2 separate regions of the Oryctolagus cuniculus genome follow, and region 2 is linked to region 1. A link is a contact called in public Micro-C data. All regions are on one chromosome and are shown on one strand. The core of a region is the stretch at or near the end of the contact, and the rest is flanking DNA. Distances in the headings are between cores, read along the strand shown. Region 1 holds the start of COX6A1 (cytochrome c oxidase subunit 6A1). Region 2 holds the start of UNC119B (unc-119 lipid binding chaperone B).

Region 1 (4,842 bases), core at 2,340-4,839:
GCCTCGGATGTCACCAAGAAAACTGGGGTCACCTAAACTGAGTCCAGCTGGCTAATCGAAGTACCTGTTTTCACCATAAAAAAATAAAAAAATAAATAAAAAATAAATAAAAAAGAAGTGGTCAGGTGCTGAACGCATCTGAGGGAACAGCTGGCAGGATTCGTTGATGAGCTGGACGCACCGAGTCCAAGGTGGCACCAGAGTGTCTGACCTGGGGAAAGGGGTGGGCATTTACTGAGGCGGGGAGGACAATTTAAGTGCCCGGCACAGACACGGACACTAAATGAGTGCTCAATAAATACTAGATATTGTGACGGATGTTGTGGTGTAGCGAGTGAAGCTTGGCACATCCACATTCCACATCCGAATGCCTGGTTGCACCCCAGCCACTCTGAGCCAGCTGCCAGATAATGCACCTGGGGACAGTGGATGATGGTCCAAGCACCTAGGTCCCTGCCACCCACATGGGAGACCCACATGGAGTTCCAGGCTCCTGGCTTCAGCCTGGACCAGCCCTGGCTCTTGCAACCATTTCGGGAGCAACCCAGTGGATGGAAGATCTTTCTGCCTCTTCTCTTTCTCTGTCATTCTGCCTCTCAAATGAATAAACAGATAAATAACTCTTTTAAAAAATTGTTCTTTTTTTTTGTAGTGCTAATTGTGGTTTTCTTGTCTCTTAAATTCAGTCACCCAAGACTTTGCATACGCTGAGCATACCTGTCAATAGCATCCATGCTAGAGCCAGTGCTGTGGCACAGCAGGTTGAGCCTCCACTTGCAGTGCTAGCATCCCCAAATGGGCACCAGTTGGAGTCCCGGCTGCTCCCTTCTGATCCAGCTCCTTGCTGGTGCACTTGGGAAAGCAGCAGAGGACAGTCTAAGTCCTTGGGCCCCTGCACCCATGTGGGACACCTGGAAGAAGCTCCTGGCTCCGGATTGGCCCAGCTCTGGCCATTGTGGCCATTTGGGGAATAAACTGTCAGATAGAAGATCTCTCTCTCTCTCTCAAAAATAAAAATAAAATAAAGTGAATCACAGTCCGGCACGTGACAGCCAGAATCTCTACACAGCAGTCACACCTGCAAGGTGTATGGAGCCCTGCGAGAACAGGAACACTGGTTGAATTCTTCCCATATTCTAAGCATTTGGTATTTCTTAGTCATCTCTTCGTCACCAGAAGGCAAGCTGTGTGACAGAGACAGCGAACACGGTGGCTCTGTAGACTACTGCCCACCCCTGGCACACGGAAGGCACCGTGTTAAACAAATTGCCGTTGTTACAGATGGAAGTTGAGTAACTTCCCAAGGTGGAGCTGGGTGTTAACAACTATTTGCTGGGTGAAGGGATGCGCGCATGCGTGTTACAGTCCCATGCACTGGAGAGGCAGCCGCATAGCGGAGAGCGGTGGCACACCCGAGATCCGGACCCAGGACTTGCTGATCCTTGAGTTGGCCCTTCCTGTGGCCACACGGTGGGGCCTCACACACCTCTGGCTGTGCTTACAGATGCTTAGGGATTTTATGTTTCTGATTACACCACGAAGTGTAAAAACGTGGGCTACGCAGGGAGAGACTGAAGGCTAGACCAGATTATGAAGCACTAGAAAGACGAGCCCCAATTTTTTGAAGATTGTTGTTTATTTGAAAGGCAGAGAGACAGGGGGGAGAGAGAGAGAGAGAGAGAGAGAGAGAGAGAGAGAGAGAGAGAGAGAGAGAACCTCCTACCTACCAGTTCAATCCCCAAGTGCCTGCAACAGCTGGAGCTGGGTCAGGACCTGGGAACTCCATCTAAGTCTCCCACACCGGGGGGGGGGGGCGGGGGGCGGCGGATCGAGTACTTGAGCTGGCACTGCTGCCTCCCAGGGGTGCTGTGGCGGGAGCTGGAGTCGCAGTGGAGCTGGAACCCAGACCCAGGCACTCCTACAGGGGACGCAGTGGCCCAAGTGGCATCTTCACTGCTGGCCACACGTCCGCCTCTGATCCCCAATTTTCGTCTTCATGAAACTGTATGACCTTGAGGCGTTCACTTCTTATAACTTCCCCAAAGTCACAGAGCTTGTAAGGGGACGAGATGTGAGCCCAGTCTTCCCACACGAGGGCCCCTGTTTGTTCTACCTGACGCAGCACAAGGAGTCTTGGGGGTCTTCAGATATACTTCCCAGTCACTCCTTCCCCCACATTGCTCAACTGTGTGTTCACTCACAGAGGCATTTTGGGGGAAAGGGATTCAAAGCTTTCATTACATTTTTCTTTTTTATACATATTAACATTACAAACAAGGAATATGCACTTCACTGTTGTAGCTTGATGACCTTCCCTCATTTATAAAATTATTTATTTATTTATTGGAAAGGCAGAGTTACAGCAAGAAGAGAAGAGACAGAGATCTTCCATCTGCTGGTTCACTCCCCAAATGGTCGCAATAGCCAGGGCTGGGCTGGGCCAAAGCCAGGAGCTTCTTCTGGATCTCCCACGTGGGTGGCAGGGACCCAAGCATATGGGCCATCTTCTGCTGCTTTCCCAGGCATATTAGCAGGGACCTGTATCAAAAGTGGAGGGCCCAGGGGGCTGGGGCTGTGGCGTAGCAGGTAAAGCCACCACCTGCAGTGCCGGCATCCCATATGGGCACTGGTTCAAGACTGGCTGCTCCACTTCTGATCCAGCTCTCTGCTTTGGCTTGGGAAAATAGTAGAAGATGGCTCAAGTGCTTGAGCCCCTGCACCTACATGGGAGACCCGGAAGAAGCTCCTGGCTCCTGGCTTTGGGTTGGCCTAGCTCAGCTGTTGCAGCCATTTGGGGAGTGAACCAGTGGATGGAAGATCTCTCTCTCTCTCTCTGCCTCTGCCTCTCTGTAACTCTGCCTTTCAGATAAATAAATAAATCTTTAAAAAGAAAAAAAAGTGGAGAGCCGGCTGAAAGAAGTAGGGGTATGAATTGTGTAGACAACACTTAACAGATACCAGAATTCCAGGGGAGAGAAATCCAGGTGACCAGAGGCCAAAAGGTGAGGCTGTTGAGCCAGGATTAGAATCCAGATCTTCTGGCACCAATTCCAGGGCTCCTACTGGCTCCAGCTGTCATTCATTCATTCATTCATTCATGCAGCACGTGGTACGGGCCAGGCATGGCTCCAGACATCGCCGTTCATAGATTATGCCGAGAATGCTGCAGTGGCAAACTCCCGGCATCACAGAATGTAAGAACAAAATGATGACGACGATGACGTCAGGTGCCACGAAAAACATAACGCAGAGGACGGTGAGGAAGGGAAGCGGCGCTTCAGACGGGGTGGTTCCTGCTGAGACCTTCCAGCGTTGTCCAGGGACTCCAAGGCAGGGAGCGGGGACCGCAGGGAGACCCGGCGCACACGCATGCGCACAAAGGGAAGGCGCGGCTCGCAGCGGGGGTGCCGGCATCACGCTCTTCCTATCTCGGTGTCCCCATTTCTCCCTCAGGATTTTGGCAAGGACTCGGTCGCTCTGGGTGACAGTGCGCAGACTCCTTGGTGCCTGTTGATGCGCGTGAGCCGTCGCCCAATAGGAACTTCTTTTTGAGGTTGTGGTCCCACCCACCCCCGAGCCCTTTTCTTACTTCCGCTTCCGGCGCTCGGGCGGTCCAGGAGGAAAATGGCGGCGGCGGCTTGGTCCAGGGTTTCTCGGCTTCTAGGTCGGTCCCGCCTCCAGGTGGGGCGGCCTATGTCGAGCGGAGCGCACGGCGAGGAGGGCTCAGGTACTGGGGCTAGCTAGGGTCGGGGCGGGTCTCGGCCTCATTCAGTCGAGGCCGGACGGGACCATGACCTTGGCTGGAGGCCTTGGGGAAGGAGCGTGCGAGGCGGCCGACCCCCGGCCCTGCCGGGGCTGAGCGGCTGTGGCCCCTCCGCAGCTCGCATGTGGAAGGCCCTCACCTACTTCGTCGCGCTCCCCGGCGTGGGCGTGAGCATGCTGAATGTCTACCTGAAGTCGCACCACGAAGAGCACGAGAGACCCGAGTTCATCGCCTACCCCCATCTCCGCATCAGGTCCAAGGTACGCCCCTGCAGCCTCTCCAGGCACCCCGCTTTCGTTCTGAAATCCAGGCCGAGTTCCCTGATAATCATTTCCAGGGGGCTTTGTGGAAGACCCCTTGTGTGTACGATTTTAAGAGCTTTTGCGACAAAGCCGTATTTGCACGAACTCTAATGCTGCGGCCTCGTACGAGCCCTCCTAGTCCAAGCTCTTCCTGTGCCGGGCGTGTGCCTCAAGGTCACGCACTGTGTCCCTTTGCCTGGGTCCTCCACCTCCTGCCTTTAGGAGCGGCGTCCCTCGTATAAAATCTGAGGTTTGGGAATCCCTTCCAGAACGGGAGAGTCGGCGGTTGAGCCGACCCGAGCAGCTGGCGGGTCCTGATGGCTTCCTCTTCTCCGCCTGTTCCTGTCTTCTCTCCCGCTTTGCCCTCCGAATGTCGGTACGGATGTTAAGGTCGTTTGTGGTTCAGCGCTTGCTGTGTTTTACACGAGGGCCTCTCTGCCTCTGTAACTGTTACATCGCTCATCGCTTCTGTAGCACTGGTCTCGTAGAACCTTAACCTGGACTCTGGGAGTTCTGAGTCTTTGAGCCCCACCTCCACCCTGGTACGGTAGAGTTAGAAGCTGCACAGCAAGGTTTTTCAACAGTATTGACGTTTTGTGCCGTTTACGAAGTTTTGCGGAGTCCCTGGCTCCTGCCCGCTAGGTGGCAGTAGTGTCTTGCCCCCAGCCCCCAGCCCCCCGCCCAATGTCTGCAAATAGGCGCAGGGGCCCCTGGGTTGGAGACCATGGTCCTAATGCTCTTCAGAGGGGATGGACAAACTACGTGGGGGTTGGATGC
Region 2 (5,060 bases), core at 1,105-3,604, 240 kb after region 1:
TGACACTCAATATGGCAGTATTTAATTTTTCAAAATAGCAGAAAAGGGTGATCAAGTTTGAGGTTGATTTTACATTTGAAAATAAGGCTACTTTGGCAGTGTCTGCCTTCCAGACATAAATCCTAAGGTATTTTCTCTCTAAAAGTTCACAAGCAGCCCATGATCATATGCTTGTGATAGAACAGTATGGAAGAAACTCTGGTGTCAGCAGTGAACAAATGCCTTCCAGCTCCACCCAGTATGCTCCCGCCCAGAGGAGATGAAGTCCGGTTAACACTTCAGGGTTCACGCAGGCCTCCTTTACGGTTACAGAAACACATCCCACATTCAGAGATAGCCACGCATCACTGAAAGAACATCCTGATCACTGCGTTATTAGGTGATTTCGTCATGCAAATATAGCGTGTATTTACACAAACTAAGCTACAACATCTGTAGGCCATATATATATATATATATATTTTTTTTTTTTTTTAAGAGAGAGGGGTGGGGGGAGACAGATTGTCCAGCCACTGGTTCACTTCCCAAATGGCCACAAAGGCCTGGGCTGGTCCAGGCTGAAGCTGAGAGCCAGGAACTCCATCCGGGTCTCCCGTGTAGGTGGCAGGGGCTCAAGTACTTGGACCGTCCTCTGCTGCTTTCCCAGGTGTGTTAGCAGGGAGCTGGATGGGAAGCGGGAAAGCCTGGACTAGAACTGGCAGTCTGGTATAGGATGCTGGAGTCGCAGGCAATGGCTTAACCTGCTGCGCCCCAACACTGGCCCCAGGGCCATCTAATCCTATGGACAGCTGGTTGTTGACTGAAATGCAGTGCAGGACTATACCTTTTATTTTAAATAAAGGAGAGTCTGTGTTTGCTTCCCCCCAACCACTTAATATATTTTGGACATCTTTCCGTACTCGTGTACATGCATAGATCAATCTCATTCTTTGCAACATTAGTGGCCCCACATGTAATTTACTGTAATATGTCAGTTTCAGATGGCCCTGAAGTAATCATCGTGCATACGTGTGGACTGAATTCCTGAGTGTAAACGAGTTAGCACATTTGTCATCCTCCCTAGAAAGAAGAGAGCAGGTGGCTGTGGTCCAGGTGCTTGGAGAACAAGGTTGGAGTGAGAGTGAGTGAGACCGTGGGAGACAGCTGCGTGCTGGACCACCCTCTTGGTGGTTCACAATCCACTAGCAGATCAGCAGCCACTCAGTGCTGAGCGGTTCAAAAAGAGCTGCTTGCAAAGTCTCTGAGCACATTTACTAGAATCCCCCTGAGTGGGTCTGGTGAGTGCCACCAGAAGCTAATCTCTTAAATACAGGACAGCATTTAGATAGGAACTGGGCCACAGACTGTTCCACCCAGCTGGGCGGCAGGGGCAAGGGCACGTTTAGACTTTGTCTAGGGACCAGGCGAGGCCAGTCGGTTCCTCCTTCGCCCCTCACGTCCAGCGAGAGGGACCCACCAAGCCTGGCAGCAGTCGGGTCTGGAGGCTGCCCATCGAGGGAGGGGTAGAGTTTCACCCTGGCCATGTATGTATGGCTGAGACTAGCAGACTCAGGTCCAGGCTTTCGACAGAGAGGAGTGTAGACAGGTCCTGAGTCCCTGGGGACGCAACAACCTGGGGTCTAAGGTACACAGATCCTGATTCCCTGGGGACGCAACAACCTGGGGGCCGGCACTGTGGTGCAGCGGGCGGGGGTGCCCACCTGTGATGCCAGCATCCCATGCTTGAGCGCTGGTTCAAGTCCCAGCTGCTGCTAATGTGCCTGAGAAGATAGTGAGAAATGCTCCCGGCTTGGGCCTGGCCCAGCCACTCCTGGGCGCTCTCCTGGCACCTTTGCTGCAGTCAGCAGTCTTGTTTTCTCGTTGATTCCCACCTGGCTTGTCCAGGGAACGTGTCCCCATAATGAGTGATGTATGTCACAGAAGTATATGAAGTCCCCCCCTCTCAGGCTGGGGCCGCTCAGACTTTCACTAACAGCTCACTCTCACCTACATTATGGAGCCCCTACCAAGCTGCCCAGGATACAGTGGTGAATAAGGGAGCCTCATCCCTGTCCTCATGCCTGCGTCCTTACTGCACAAGGCCCAGCCCAAGGCACTGGAGGCAGGCCTCAGAAATGAGTCTGTTCCGGAAGCTTGCTTTCGACGGGCCTTTGCATTGCAAAGCGCGGTTTCTAATGGACATTCTCTCCTGGAGATATTAAAAAACATCTCCACGTGCCGAGTCCGCAGAAACCCCTGGGACCCCCGAGGCGCACCACCTGCCGGGCCCGCGGCCGGAGGAAGGCCGCCCATCCCAGGCCCCGCCCCGCCCAGGCCCCGCCCCGCCCAGGTGCCGCCGGCCCCGCCCCCGCTCTCCATAGTTACGGCGCTGTGGAGGCGGCGGCCATCTTGGCGGCGGAGCGATGAACGGGTCGAACCCGAAGGCTGCGGCCGCGGGGTCGGCGGCGGGGCCCGGGGGGCTGGTGGCTGGCAAGGAGGAGAAGAAGAAGGCGGGCGGCGGCGTCCTGAACAGGCTCAAGGCGCGGCGGCAGGCGCCCCACCACGCGGCCGACGACGGCATCGGGACAGCGGTCACGGAGCAGGAGCTGCTGGCGCTGGACACCATCCGGCCCGAGCACGTCCTGCGCCTCGGCCGGGTCACCGAGAGTGAGTGCCGGGCGGGCCGCGCCCTCCCCTCGCGCCGGGCCCCCGCGCCCCTTGTCTGCCACCCAGGCCCCCTCGGTCGGCCCAGGCCGCGCTCCCTACTGCCCTCGCCACCCTCGCCGAGACCCGGTGGGGAAGGGGGGACCGGGAGCGTGGCTCCGGCCAGGCCGCTCGGGCCGGGCCCATCCCCGCCCCCGCGGTACCCGATAGAGTAGGGGTCGTGGGCCGGCCGGAGCCTCGACCCCGCGGCCCCGCCCCGCCCCAGCCGTCCCTGAAGTTCCCGCCGGGCCAGGCGTCCTCGCCGGTCTCCCTCAGCTCGCGCAGCCGCTGCCAGGCCGGAGCCCCTACCTGCTTTTCGCTGCTCTTCCCTCCGCCCCGGCCCCTGACAGCCCCGCCCCCACCCCACCCCTCTTTGGGTCGCCGGCGGTGCCCCTTTGTGTGCTGGTGGCCTCTTTCTAACTCAGAACACATGGCCTTGGCATGTCGTCGTGCACACTTAGAGCTGTGCCGCCCCATCCACAGAAGTTGTTAATAAAGTTGCAGTTTAGGTACAAACTCCAACACGTGAATCCTGCGCTTGGCGTTTCTTTAGAAAATGCGCATCTGGCGGAAAAGGCAGCCCTCCTGGGAGGGAGCCCGGTGCTCACTCCCCAGCTTGTTCCCTTCAGCCAAGCCCAGGAGTTTGCAGTCACCTGCTGAGGCCCCCACCCCCACCCCTGCAGACCGCTGACCCCTGCTGTGATCAGGCCGACCTGATCCCAGGTGGCTCAGTGTTCTGGGAGTTTGAGGGAAGTAGGCCTTGGTCCAGCCTGTGCAAAAGGGAATTCCGGCTCCTAAAGTAGTTGTACTGGGAATGTTGTCATGTCACCAGTGTCCACCACTGTTTGGGGCAGAGCTGTCCTTTGTGCACAGGAGTGGATCTGCAGTCTTGCCGTTCAGCTTCCGTTCTCACCCAGTCTAATTTTCAGTCTCTTGAGAGGACAGAAATGCTCGGCCCTTGACCTATGACCTTGCGCTTTCTCCTGATACGGGTGAGCCAGGCCGTTCCAGGGCCTGGCCCTGCGCATCGCTCTTGGGGCACACTCAGGTCTCTCTGGGGGCTTGGGAGTGGTGCCATTGCTAAACCTGCTTTTGCAGCTTTTTGGAGAAAGCCACAGAGAGAACGCCGTGACCCCTGGGTTCTCTTGGTCTCGTCCACATCTTGTCTGTTCGATTAAGCAGGTTCTTCTCTAGAGGCTTGGCAGCACAGCCTTCTCTGCAGTTACCAGATACTCACTCGCGCCCAGTGTGCCTGTTTTTTTCTAAAGAGACAGCTTGTAAAACAAGAACAACTTACACATAATATAAGGTGTCAGAATGAGTTGTGGAGAAGATGCTGTTCAGGAGTTGTCATGGAAGGAAATCAGTGATTTTTTTTTTTTTTTGACAGGCAGAGTTAGAGAGAGAGACAGAGAGAAAGGTCTTCCTTTTTCTGTGGGTTCACCCCCCAAATGACTGCTACGACCGGCACTGCGCCAATCCGAAGCCAGGAGCCAGGTGCTTCCTCCTGGTCTCCCATGTAGGTGCAGGGCCCAAGCGCTTGGGCCATCCTCCACTGCACTCCCGGGCCACAGCAGAGAGCTGGCCTGGAAGAGGGGCAACTGGGACAGAATCTGGTGCCCCGACCTGGACTAGAACCTGGGGTGCTGGCGGAGGATTAGCTTAATGAGCCACGGCGCCGGCTTAGTGATTTTACTTTTTAAAGACTTATTTATTTGAGGGGACTGGCATTGTGGTGTAGCCAGTTAAGCCGCCGCCTGCAGTGCTGGCATCCCATATGGATGCCAGTTCGAGACCTACTGTTCCACTTCCTATTCAGCTCTCTGCTATGGCCTGGGAAAGCAGTAGGTGATGGCCCAAGTCCTTGGGCCCCTGCACCCACATAGGAGACCCAGAAGAAGCTCCTGGCTTTGGCTCAGCAGCTCTGGTCATTGCAGCCATTTGGGGAGTGAACCAGTGGATGGAAGGTCTCTCTCTCTCTGTAACTCTGATTTTGAAATAAATAAACAAATCTTTTTATTTATTTGAAAGGCGGACATATACATATATATATATATATATATATATATATATATATATAATATATGGAGAGAGAGAGAAACTTCCATCTGCTGGTTCTCTCCCCCAAAATGGCCACAATGGCCAGGGCTGGGCCAGGCCTATGCCTGGCGCTTCATCTGGGTTTCCCATGTGGGTGCAGGGGCCCAAGCTCTTGGTCTATCCTCTGCTGCTCTTCCAGGCATATCAGTAGGGAGCTAGGTCAAAGTGGAGCAGCCGGGACTTGAACTGGTGCCCATATGGGGTATCAGCACTGCAGTGGCTTTACCTGCTATGCCACAGTGTCGGCCCCAGGTGTTTTTTTTTTTTTTTTTTTTTTT

What was found. Hi-C and Micro-C count contacts between places; a contact is called where the count stands out from the background.
Region 2: a contact with region 1 is called in a Micro-C map of ear pinna, with 3 times the contacts expected there. The contact joins the promoter of UNC119B here to the promoter of COX6A1 in region 1. A contact is called at or near these places in 4 of 6 Hi-C or Micro-C datasets (ear pinna, embryonic fibroblasts, skin fibroblasts and 1 more).

Annotation. Positions count from the first base shown.
Region 1 is chr21:16,467,950-16,472,791 of mOryCun1.1, forward strand. COX6A1 (cytochrome c oxidase subunit 6A1) reads left to right here and starts at 3,590. Exons shown (of 3, transcript NM_001170883.2): 1 at 3,590-3,727; 2 at 3,881-4,023. The coding sequence starts at 3,625.
Region 2 is chr21:16,709,346-16,714,405 of mOryCun1.1, forward strand. UNC119B (unc-119 lipid binding chaperone B) reads left to right here and starts at 2,355. Exons shown (of 5, transcript XM_051835841.2): 1 at 2,355-2,646. The coding sequence starts at 2,403.